Linked DNA regions of Mus musculus: regions 1 and 2 are each linked to region 3. Evidence: chromatin contacts called from public ChIA-PET and Hi-C data. All regions are on one chromosome and are shown on one strand. Each heading gives the region's core, a stretch centred on a gene start, on an enhancer-like site or on the middle of the called end of the contact. The rest is flanking DNA. Distances are from core to core; before and after follow the strand shown.

Region 1 (4,139 bases), core at 158-2,657, 320 kb before region 3:
GAGAGCTTACTGTCTCAGTATCCTTTGTGACAGGCTTGTGGGTCCATGTCACGATGCCTGCCATGCTATTTTCATTTTAGATAGGCCTCCTCTCTGCTCCTTTTTTTTTCCTTTAATTTGCAAAGGTCTGTGTTTAACCTTTTCCACTCCAGGAAATCCCACTATTACATTAATCATCATCTACGCGTTACATTCAAGACTTGACGTTTAAGCGTGGGCTTCATGAAGCACTAGCCTTTGGGGCTCCCATTCTTGTTCCTCTTTCTGCATCTCTCAGCAACTAGAGCAGAGCTTTATACAGAAACAACTAGGTGGGATTTCATTCCTGGATGAGTGAATGGTGGTGTATATTCAGACGATAACTTTAGATTGATCGATATCAGTTCTTTGAACAAACGTTTTGGGCATGGTTCTTAAAAATCCCTGTCCTAGAGCAAGATGAACAGTAGCTGTGGATTCCCAAGAGGCCAGTACCATGGGTAGCACTGTAGCCTAAGCAAGAAGAGGGGTGCCAGTGTACTATAGTACCCTCAGACTCCAGCCTGGTGTATCACCCTTGCTTACAAAGCTTGGGGTGGTTATCTTGGTAGAGAGCAGGGGTATTAGGGATGTTCAAGAAAGGACAGGCGGGGCCGTGCAGTCTCTTGAGTTGGAGATGGGGCTGGGACCTGTCCCTGTAACCTCAGAAGCCCCTTGATTGAATGGCCAACTTCTAGAGGCTTTCAGAGCGTGGTGAGCAGGCTAGAGTGCTGGGACCTGCTGGCTTTCCTAGCAGTGTCGGCCCAGCTGCAGCTTCACGGGTGACAGGCCTCCTTTGTCTTCTCCCCTAAGGCCTTCAGGTCAGAGGCTGGAAAGAAAGGTGTCGGTGCCCTAGAACAGCCTGTGGGAAACTGGTGCATTGGCAGAAAAAAAAAGTCAAATTTGAGGTTAAACTTGATAGAAGGATTTGTAAGATTCCCTTTAAGTGCCCATTTATATCTGAGACCATTTGTAATTGAATTCATTTTTAAAAAGGTATGTTTGGGTATTTGCCTGCTTGTGTGTCTGTGTACCAATTGTGCACCTGGTGCACGTGGAGGTCAAAAGAGGGAGCTGGGTCCCTTGGAACTGGAGTTACTGGAGTTACAGATAAATGGGAGCTGTCATGTGGGTGTTAGAAATCTAAACCCAGGTTCTCTGCAAGAGCAGCCAGTGCTCTTAACCACTGAGGCATTTCTACAATCCCTAAAACTGAATTGAAAAAAACAAAAACCCACAAAAAAAACCCCAAAAATCAAAAACAAAAAAACAAAGTCATTTAAAAGCTGTGTTTTTGGAGTCATCCTTTCTCTGAAAGGTGAACATAAGGAACCCGTATCAGTGACACAGAGTAAGTTGCGGTATATTCTTTGTTAGCTCTCCTAAGGGTGTTCCTGTGAAGCAGAGTCGGCAAGCAGCTTTCACCCTTTTAAACTGTACGAATGTTTTCTTTGGCTACAGAACCGTGTCACATCTTTGCTTCATATCTTAGTCACCTTAAGCTACTGTCAGCCCCGGTAGCTCCTGTGTTGCTTAGACAGTGCGTTTCTGATCGTTCACCGTTCTCGGAGGTCTCCGGAAGCTCTGTCATCCCCCTGGTGGATGCTGAGATCCCCTGAGGTTGCTCAGATGCAACTGGGACCAAGAGTCAGAAGTTTCCAGTTTTCCTTCACCTACAGAGTCAGATTGCAGAGAAAGTGGGGCACAGGCAGAAGTGTGCCTTGATCCTGTGATACGAGGTGGCAGATGCCTGGGACTCTAGCAGGTGGATAACTGGTCACTACTGTCCCTAACCTTAACACTGATGCACCCAGAGTAGCCTGCGTCACCACACCGGGACAGGCCGCTGCCCCCCTCTTTCTGCTGTTTTCACAATCAGTTCTGAAACCTGAGAAATCCCCACTCCTAAGTCCACACTCACTTAGAGGAGCCGTGTTCTTCTGCAAATCCCTCAGCACTGTGATCTGTGGTAAACACCTAACACGCGGTTTCTGCATCTGGTCCTTGGGCAATTTGAGTCAAAATTCTTCGGTAATAACTCATTCTCACAAACCTTGTTGTCTGTCGAGAAGGAGCAGACTTTGTGGCTTCGGCAGCTGGGGAGGTATTGAGCTAGTTTTAAAATTAAGTAAACAACAAACAGAAAAAAAAAAAAAACCTAGCGATCTCTTTAGCCAACTGTCTTGGGATTCTATGGCGATGGATCGAAAAGGCCAAAGTCCCCACGGGAAAGCAGAAGTGACCCAGAGAAATGATTTGAGATTCGTTCTCTTAGATCTAATGGTTTGGGTAGGGATCCATAAGGGAAGGTCCTGAGCTTACTGCTAGTTGAAATGCTTCCTGGCAGAGCATTGTTAGTTGGTGTGGTCATTAGAAAGGGACACGTGAGCTGGTGAGATGCCTCAGCAGGTAAAGGTGATTGGGACTCAGCCTGACGACCGGAGTTGGATCCCTGGGTCCCCACATGCTGAAAGAAGAGAAACGGACTCATTCGAGTTTTCCTCTTACCCCTACTTGTTCGATGTAACACACCCACAGCCATACACTCCCCCACACTAAATAAAATACAATTAAATGTTTTACCAAAAGGTAAGGCACGGGCAGGGTCTGGGGATATAGCTCAGTGGAAGAACACATGATTAATATATATAGGCCCTAGAAGCAAAAAGAATAAATAGTATGAACCATACTCACAACAGAGTCTGTAAAGCTCAATTGAAAGTACTCCCTCGTGCCCTGGAAGACACGTGCCTTCTTTCTTTTTGGGCTCCTGATACCCAAGTAGGAGCCTTTACTGCTGCCTATATGGTGCTAGTATTGCAAAGCGACACCTTCCCCTGAGGACCTGGATAATAGGTGGTGATAAGATAGTCCACTCCTTCTAACTGCAGGAATGAAAATGGGCACAGTCCCCTCAGGCAAACACATAAACTATGTACGATATCTAAAATTAGACACTACTGCAGCGATGTCCTTCTTAGACATGGCTGGTGTGCATGTTAGAACATTAATCATGTCCTGCCCCACGCTGGGGAAGCACTCTCCTTTCCACACCGCACTTGGTCTAATTAGCTGAAGAGTCTCCTCTCTGTCAAAGTCACTGAGACTTTTAGGGGTAACTTCACCCTCTCTCTTCTCTTCTCTGTATTGGGAACACCAACTGGAACGGCCTTGGAGCATTTGTGCACAAAGCATTTCACGTGGTTGCATGACAGTTTACCCCGTGCATAAATCAGAAAACTGTAATAAACTTCATCTGATGCTCCAGTCTCTAAAAGTGGAGCTGTTTTTCTAGGTCCTGCTCAGCATGAAGGTAAAAGAAACACAATGATTTGTGTAAGTCTGGGCCCTACACAGCCCACAGTGGCCACAGCAACTTAAGCTGTCAGCTCCAACCCTCTTACCAGCCCATTTCTTATACTGCTTAAGTACTCTTTTCTCCCCCCTTCTTTCCTCCCTCTCCCTTCCTCTCCCTCCCTGCCTCCATCTTTCTCTCCCTCCCTCCCTTCCTTCCTTTCTTTCTCTCTTCCTTTCTTTCTTTCTCAAAGCTATTGAACCAATGAAGACTTGAGGATTTTTAAACATGAAGTTATTTCCACTATTTTCATCTCCAAGTTGATCTTCCCACCCACAAACCTCTAAAGAGAATATTGTTAGGTGGTATGTTACATTATATTAGACATTTGTTCCTGACCAACATATTGGTTTTATTTTGTGGTTGTTTTGGTTTTTGTTGGTTTGCTTGTTTTGTTTTGCTTTGTTTTGTTGAGACAGGGTTCCCCTCTGTGGTCCTGGAACTCACTAGTTCAGGTTGGTCTCAAATTCAGAGATTTCCCCATGCCTCTGCCTCCTGAGTGCTGGGATAAAGAGGTATGCCACCATGCTTGGAGACATTTGGTATTTATACTAAAACATTTCTCCTTCATTATACCATGACCTTTGAAGGTTTTTTTTTTTCCCACTTCGATGGTTCTTCTATTGCTTCTATGGCTCTGTTCTTTAAAAGTTATTTATATTTTTATTTATGTATATGTGGGTGCCTGCATGAGTTTATGCACACCACGTTTGTACAGGTGAGGCCAGAGGACATCGGGGCCCCTGGAGTTGGACTTACAGGTGTT
Region 2 (4,087 bases), core at 1,101-3,600, 320 kb after region 3:
GACAACATTTAATTGGGACTGGCTTAAAGGTTCAGTCCATTATCATCATGGCAGGAAGCATGGCAGCATGCAGGCAGACACGGTGCTGGAGAAGGAACTAAGAGTTCTACTTCTTGAGTCTAAAGAAGACTGCTCTCCAGGCAGCTAGGGTATTAAAGTCCACCCCACCCTCCACAGTGACACACTTCCTCCAACATAGCCACACCTACTCCAACTGGGCCACATCTCCTAATAATGCCACTCCCTGTTTGTCCTAGAAGTCAATTTATAAACCAGGTTGGCTTGAACTCAAGGGCTATGCCTACCTCTACTTCCAGGGTGCTGAGATTAAAGGGGTGTGCCATCACGCCCAGTGCTGCCAAGTACTTTACCACACAAAGTAACAATAAACTGTTATGTGCCAGACTTTTAAAAAGATCTTTTGGGAGCTGGAGAGATGGCTTAGCAGTTAAGAGCACTGACTGCTCTTCCAGAAGTCCTGAGTTCAATTCCCAGCAACTACATGGTGGCTCACAACTATCTGATGCCCTATTCTGGTATGTCTGAAGACAGTGACAGTGTACTCACATAAATTAAACAAATCTTTAAAAAAATCTTTTAGGTTTATGTGTATAAATGTTTTGCCTGACACCGGGCAGTGGTAGCACATGCCTTTAATCCTAGTACCCGGGAGGCAGAGGCAGGCGGATTCCTGAGTTCGAGGCTAACCTGGTCTACAGAGTGAGCTCCAGGACAGCCAGGGCTACACAGAGAAACCCTGTCTCAAAAAACAAAAAACAAAAACAAAACAAAAAATGTTTTGCCTGTATGTATATTAACCACCTGTGTGCCAGGTACCCAGGGAGGTGTGGAGAGAGTGGTGCTGGTAGAACTGGGATTGGTTGGAACTGGAGTCAGTAGTGAGGCACCACGTGGGTGATGGGAACCAAACCCAAGTCCTACACACACACACACACACACACACACACACACACACACATCACACACACCGTGGTAACCAAAACAGTTCTTCAGAATAAGAAGTAAGAAGTTTCGGTGCCCTAAACTGGAATTATTTCGTTCATGAATGTTGGCATTCCTTCTAGGCTCAGTTACCTGGCAACAGCCAGGTAGGCGTGGCTTTCTACAAAAGTGACAGTTTGGCTCCTCCTCCATGTCTCTGCCCCTTCTGTCTCTCTTCTCTCCCTGACCCCTTTCTCCCTCTCTTCCCTTCCCCCTCCATCCCCTCTCTCTGCATGTTCCTGGCCAGCCTCTCCCCTCCTCTTCTCTCTCTCTCTCTTTTCTTTCTCTCTGTCCTCCTTTGTCCCTTCTCAGCTCCTCTTTCCATGCCCCCAAATACTCTATTCTATAGCATATATCTCCTTAGGCTGGTACCTCAGGAGGAAGGGATGCTTCAGTATGAGCCCGCCAAGGCACCCCTCCCACCTCACCATACTGTGCCCTACTAAACACATCCTCGTCTTTTTTAAAGCACAACAATGAGGGCGGGTGCGATTTGATGTACACACCTTTTAAAGGTCCCAGGACTTCTCAACACTCCTACACTGGAGCTTTCAGTGTGACCTCTAGTGATGAGAACGCATGTTCAATCCACAGCACCCACGGGCCTGAGAACAGGAAAACGCCAAGAAACCCAGAGTGTCTGGGAAGCACTGAAGCCAGCAGCCAGCGGCAGAGGCATGGGAGGCAAGGAGTCCACAGTGGAACTGAAGATGCTGGGGCAGCCAAGCTGGAGGAGCTGTAGAAAGGAGGGCTCGGGCAATAAAAGGTAAGGGTCAAAGTCTGATCTGAGTTCAATCCCAGCGACACACATGATGGAAAGAGGAAACTGACTCCCGCAAATTGTCCTGACATTCACAAGAACGCCACGACTGGTTCACATGTGCACACACACACACACACACACACACACACACACACACACACACACACATAAATATTAGAAAAAAAAATTTAAGAAGAAAGAAGGTGCATGTAACAGGAGGGAAACAGAGCCAGGAAATCCAAGAGCAGACGCTGCCATGGAAACAGTGGGGGGAGGGGGGGGAGCCAGGAGATTAGAGAAGTTGCCCTCTCAAGCACAGCTCCATCCGAACTTTCAGGAAACTGCTTTATCCTGTGCGTCCTAACCTCATGCTATCAAAACCTCAAAATCAAGGAAGAGCCAATGCCTGACATAGCAGCCTCCTAATAGAAAACCCAAGCTACCCAAGAGCCAATATGAGTCTTCTTAAACTTCTGAATCTGGCAGGAAACCCTTGCCGGAAATCCACACAGAACACAGGGACATGAGCCACACACATCCGGACTGGACAGAGACAGGTCACATGATCTGCATTTTTCCACTTGTAAGTTAGTGGAAAAGAAGGGGAGGAGATATGCAGATTAAAACTTTTCGAAGGTGGTGATGGGTAGGGGTGCCTAAGTCTTAAGAAAGGACCCACGAGTCACAGAGAAGACAAGAGGAACCATGTCTCCATACCCGCAGCTCCACAGGAGAACAGGAAGGCAGGAGGCTGCTTCTAAAGGCAAACCCAGCGGCTCTGGTGAAGACAGGCCTCCCTCATGGCAAGCTCACAATACTCACAAGCCTCAAAACTAGCTGTGAGGTTTGGTGAGACAATGACTCCTCGGTGAAGCGGGCAGGGATCCCTCTGTATGACTCAGAGGTTGCGTGCCATCGACAGAGAAGATCTACGTTTTGTAACTGAGCTATCCCGAGAGCCTGAGAAAAGAACAGGGAACCCCAAATTTAACCCGCCATAACCCCAGGATGAGAAGCAACTCTGGGAGGCAGTTGTGGGGAGTGGAAGGGTGAGACTCAGACAAGACCAAGAGTGCAGGTTGGCAGGAATCCGGAAGTGAGCGCATAGCGGAAAATCAACTCCCACCTGGGTTTCTGAGAGCTGATCTCACTAGCTGAGAACAACCCTGGAGTCTGGCAGCCTGCGGTCCACAGTGGGATCAGGTCACCCTCTAGCCTAGATCTAAAGCCACCTGGCTGCTGTCACTGCTATAGAACTGCTAGAGTTGAAACTTCAGCGCGCCCCTTGCTAGCCACAGCCGCGTCTCTCAGCAGCCTGAGCTGCGCTTGGAAGACCTCCACCTGCTGTGGTTGCTTACTTCGTCCCCAAGGCAGCTGGGTGCCCTGCCAGCTGCTTCAGCTGCTTTGGGCATCGCAGGCTTCGAAGTCTTGGGGATGCTAGGGAGGGAGCCTTGGGAGGCTGAGAAAGCAGCCCCAGCCACAGACCTCAAAGCCAAAAGTGGCAGTAGTGGCCCCTAGTGCGCAAAGAAAGGAGCAGCAAAGAGCTCAGCACAGCTTCAGCAGAGACAAATTCAACTCACCTGCCGCACCTCTGGCCAGGACCAGTGGTCCCAGTTTCTGAGAAGTGGAAATAAGTAGTTGCGTTGTTCATTCTTTTCTTTTTTCTCGCCTCTTCTTTCTTTCCTCTCCGCTCCCCTCCTTTTCTTTCCCCTCTCCCTCCTCTCCTCCTCTGCCCTCTCCTCTCCGGTCCCCTCCTGTTCCCTCCCCTCCATTATGTTCTCCTTCCCTCCCCTCCCCTCCTGTCTCCTCTCCTTTCTTTCTCTCCCCTCTCCTACTTCTTTCTCCCTTTTCTTCGTTTTTCTGTTTGTTTGGGTTTTTTGTTGTTGTTTGAGACCGGGTTTCTCTGTATAGCCCTAGCTGTCCTGGAACTCTCTGTAGACCAGGATAGACCGGAACTAGAGATCCACCTATCTCTGCCTCCTGAGTGCTAGGATTAAATTAGGCACCTGTCACCATCACCGGCCATCTATTTATTTATTTACTTACTTTCACATTTTTTCATTTGATTATACCTTTAGCAGTGTCTTCATGTCTTAATTTACCACACCTATAAAAGCCTCACAGACTTGCGCAGAGATTTGTTTCCATGACGATTTTAAATCCCATTAAATTGGCAACCAAGTTTAATCTTACAGGGACATAGTGGGAGTAGTGGAGGAGGGCAATGAGCTGAACAAAGTAAAATGACCCATTGTGCTGGGCGGAGGTGGCGCACGCCTTTAATCCTCTTGAGAGGCAGAGGCAGGTGAATTTCTGAGTTCG
Region 3 (3,711 bases), core at 145-2,644:
CAATGCACACGCATGCATTCACATGAACACTCACACACATGCACACACGTATACATACACTTATACATGCACATGCACACATTCATACACACATGCACATACACATGCATGTGCACTCTTACATGCACACACACACACACACACACACACACACACACACATTTCCCCAGGAGCTGAGGAGCCAAGATGGAGGGCAGAGCCACAAGAGCATGTGTGCAGAAATAGGGTTCAGTTGATGCTTTCATTCTTTCTTGGAAATTGTGTGTACTCACTGATCTTCTGTTAGCCACCTAGAACTGCAAAGTGCTAGTCTGGCCCACCATAGGACTCGGCCCTTGGCAAACTAAATAAAATCCCTGTCATCAACAACTCTAGCCCAACTGAGGAGAGAAGACCACCAACTAGTGACTTTCGGTGCAGGCTGAATAAAGAAGAGAGTTGTCTGATGCTCAGTTGTTTTATGACCGTATCACAAGTCAGAGGGCCAGATAGTATCCCTACCCAGAGTAGGTGATTGGCTCAAGCAGGCAGCAGGCTGGGACCATGGCTGACACAGGTGCGTGAGGTAAAGGACTAGTCTGGAGGAGGCTCTTACTAACACATCTGTGCTGCAAAGGCGTACCAAGCAGCTGTGTGTTACACACTGTGTGTTACACACACTGTGCTCACATCCACAAGGATTCTAGTGAGAAAAACTAGATAAACCAACTAATCCTGCGTAGGCAAGGGGCAGGGAGGACCTAGAAGCTAAAGGAGAACGCTGTGATCTCGGGGCTAGCGACTCAAGGATGTTTTGCTGTGGTTTTCATGGCATCATCCCCATTTTCTTTCCCATCCTTCACAATAAACAAGGTTCTCCCTTATAGGAGGACCAGCCTGGGGTGTTCTGAGAGCACAGACCAGTGTCTATGTGGCCATCCCTTTGGATCTCTTATTTTATTACTCCTGGGTCTTGGTTTGGAATATGTTTGTCTGTCACAGTTGTTTTCTTCTGTCTACAGTTTCCCTGTTTCCCTCTCTTCTGTCTACAGTTTCCCTGTTTCACCACCTATGGTGTCAATAGATCCTGGCTTAACTGTCTCCAAACCCAACTCATGGGATTTTAGTCAATAGAAGGGAACTGCATTCAGGAAGGGTTCTTTTTGTTTGTTGGGATGCTGGTGTTGGGATGCTGGGGGTGGGGGGGGATTGGGTCTCTCTCTCTCTCTCTCTCTCTCTCTCTCTCTCTCTCTCTCATTCTTTGGCAGTGCACCCATAGTGCATTTCAGTCCTTTTCATTGCCCTCCCATCTCCCTTGCTCTGTAACCTTCTCTACAACAAGGTCCCTCCCACTCCGTGACTTCCTTTTACATGGGATCCACTCATTCCGTTAGAGTTGCTTACAGGAAATGGGTAGGTAGCCTTTTGGTTTTGGTTGTGGTTTTCTTTTCTTCTGACGCAAGAGCCACTGCTCAGTGGCTACACCCATTGAAGAAAGTGACATATTCTCCCCCAGCAACAATTAACTGTCAATAGTTCCTGCCCATGAAGTGGAGGGCCTCCTCCCACCCATGATGAACTGTTAGCTGGACCAATCTTGTACATATAACCACAGTTGATGAAAGCAGTGGCCATGTCACGTCCAAAAGATGGACTTCTGCCCATCCCCCATCCTCTGCTCGATGTCCCCTGAGCCCTGGAAGGGAAATGCAGTGTTTAGGGGAAAACGCTCCACCATCACTTACTCTTGGCGCTTGGATCAGTAATGAGTCTCTGCCTTAACTGCTCCTCTCTGCTCACAGAAGCTTCTCCGAGCGAGGCTGAGAACAGCACTAAGCCATGGTTATAAATACGAGTATTGAAAAGGCAACTTGAGCCTTTGAGACAGGGTCTCACACTGTAGCCCAGGCTGACCTCAAACACATGGTGATCCGTTTTTGCCTCAGCCTCCCAAGTGCTGGAATTACAGTATGTAATGAAGTAAAATCTGAACTCTTAAAGGTATACAGCTACCAAAAGTCCCATCTCAGAGGCTGGGTACCAGATATTTAGAGAAGGAACTTTCAGGACCTACTCACCAAATGAGGAATTTTGTCTGACTTCCCTGGACTGATTCTCACACATCACAGAGAGTCCATTCTTAGCATCTGTTACACTGATTGACAGGCCACTAATTTCCCCAATGAGAACCCATGCGTAAGTGTTAATTAGCAGCATCTGGTGTGAATCAGAAATACAGATACCAATTGAGGCAATTGTACTCATTATCTCTGGTGTATGGTCTTTCCCAATAAAACGTTAGGTGATCATGCTGAGGTGTGAATTCCCGAACCAGGCATCAGCAGCCCCGGGAGCACGGTGTTAAAAAGTGTATGCATTTAGATCTGTGTGAACATATTTTAAAGAAGAATGCAGGCATGGTCCATGGCCCACAGGAACATGTCACCCAGCCATTCACTGAAATTCAGCTGAGCGCTGAATCTGAGGACATGAGGGAGAGTGTGCGCTACACTGTGGTGACCTGTCTCCGTGACAAAGGCTCAGTGTGCCTTCTCATCCGGCTTAGCTAGCTTACTGTCTGTGAAGAGTTCCCATGCCCCCCACCCTGCCCTCAGGCTTGTGATGGTCACAGCCACTGCAGGTTTTGAGGAAAAGAGAAACAGAGAAACCAAATGAGCAACATTTAGCTTTTCCCTCTGCCTGTCCTTCCCAGAAACAGAAAACATCTAAACACTAAAGCACCAAGTCGCATTCATTCTGACGTCTTGGATGACCTGACTGTGAACATGGGGTCAGGCCTTGACATTTGTCCCATTCTTTAGTCCTTGCCCCAAATGGCATGCCACTCAACCTGTTTGCTCTCTCACTCTTGAACAAGAGGCGTTGGCAACATTGAATCTGTCTCCTCTACGAGGGTTCAGTCCTCAGGTCACCAGCATGCACAAACATCAGAGCATCATCATTTAAAGCCGAGCACAGAATCCTCTTTCTCTTCAAGTAGCCCAGTTCCTGGAGGTGAGTGGAAAGGAAAAACAACCCATTGAGTGATCCTTCTGACCACGGGGATCAGAAGTTGCAGAAAAGGGTCACAGATAATTCCAAGGACATATTTCCTCTTCTGAAGCCAGGATTCAGAGGGACAGCCGTTTCCACCAACCATAGGAGTGTGGCTGATCAAATTAAGAAATGTGTTTTAAAATTCAATTACACCCTCGGTGGAAATAGCCTCACTAATGGCTGGGGATAGAATTATACCCAGTCTATAACGCCTAACATTTCTAAACCCAATTTTGTGCATTATTCTAAAGGTTAATTCAAAATCCCTCTTCCAAATGGGAAGTTAGACACAACCAATGGAAGGAGGGCATCCGCTGACTGACTGAGGGTTTATCAGCGCTAAGAGTTCATTAGTTTTAATTAGCGTAATCACTAATGTTGCATTAACAGTTTAGTGAAGGAAAGTAATTACTCACACATCCACTGTATTAGATGGGAAGATTAGAATTCATTTTCCAAAAACGATTAGCATTTTGCCAATTAAACGAATCCCTTTTCCGTGCCAGCAGCCCTGTGACCTCCCTCACCCAAGATCATTTAAATGAAACATATTCTGCATCAAAAGATGGAACGGGGAGAAGTGAGGAATTAAGGCTGCATTTATTTCAGGTTCTTTCTCAGAGTGCAGAGTGTACAGGTCTCCATGAGTTCATAATACCCTTCCCTATTTGCATA

The links. Hi-C and Micro-C count contacts between places; a contact is called where the count stands out from the background. ChIA-PET counts read pairs in DNA pulled down with a chosen protein or histone mark.
Region 1: a Hi-C map of Th1 cells shows a contact between it and region 3, with 2.6 times the contacts expected there. The contact joins two enhancer-like sites. A contact is called at or near these places in 6 of 484 Hi-C or Micro-C datasets (CD4 T cells, the G1E-ER4 cell line and Th1 cells), 4 of 115 datasets of contacts at active chromatin or transcription factors (astrocytes, embryonic stem cells, memory CD8 T cells and 1 more) and 2 of 9 other capture datasets (adipose tissue and liver).
Region 2: a contact with region 3 is called in an RNA polymerase II ChIA-PET map of memory CD8 T cells, with 6 read pairs. The contact joins two enhancer-like sites. A contact is called at or near these places in 2 of 484 Hi-C or Micro-C datasets (both in the G1E-ER4 cell line) and 1 of 115 datasets of contacts at active chromatin or transcription factors (memory CD8 T cells).

Annotation. Positions count from the first base shown.
Region 1 is chr14:75,191,049-75,195,187 of GRCm38.p6, forward strand. All of the region lies in intron 2 of Lcp1 (lymphocyte cytosolic protein 1), which reads left to right. Among named protein-coding and RNA genes, the nearest start is that of Cpb2, 49 kb to the right of the region's middle. Within about 2 kb of position 1,408, at least 64 of the 459 cell types and tissues checked have an H3K27ac peak or open chromatin away from gene starts, as enhancers often do. A contact at or near this core is called in Th1 cells and memory CD8 T cells, where this site is marked.
Region 2 is chr14:75,832,046-75,836,132 of GRCm38.p6, forward strand. No RefSeq gene overlaps it. Among named protein-coding and RNA genes, the nearest start is that of Gm4285, 11 kb to the right of the region's middle. Within about 2 kb of position 2,351, at least 407 of the 459 cell types and tissues checked have an H3K27ac peak or open chromatin away from gene starts, as enhancers often do. A contact at or near this core is called in the G1E-ER4 cell line and memory CD8 T cells, where this site is marked.
Region 3 is chr14:75,514,942-75,518,652 of GRCm38.p6, forward strand. All of the region lies in intron 1 of Siah3 (siah E3 ubiquitin protein ligase family member 3), which reads left to right. Among named protein-coding and RNA genes, the nearest start is that of Gm35966, 9.0 kb to the right of the region's middle. Within about 2 kb of position 1,395, at least 76 of the 459 cell types and tissues checked have an H3K27ac peak or open chromatin away from gene starts, as enhancers often do. A contact at or near this core is called in the G1E-ER4 cell line, Th1 cells and memory CD8 T cells, where this site is marked.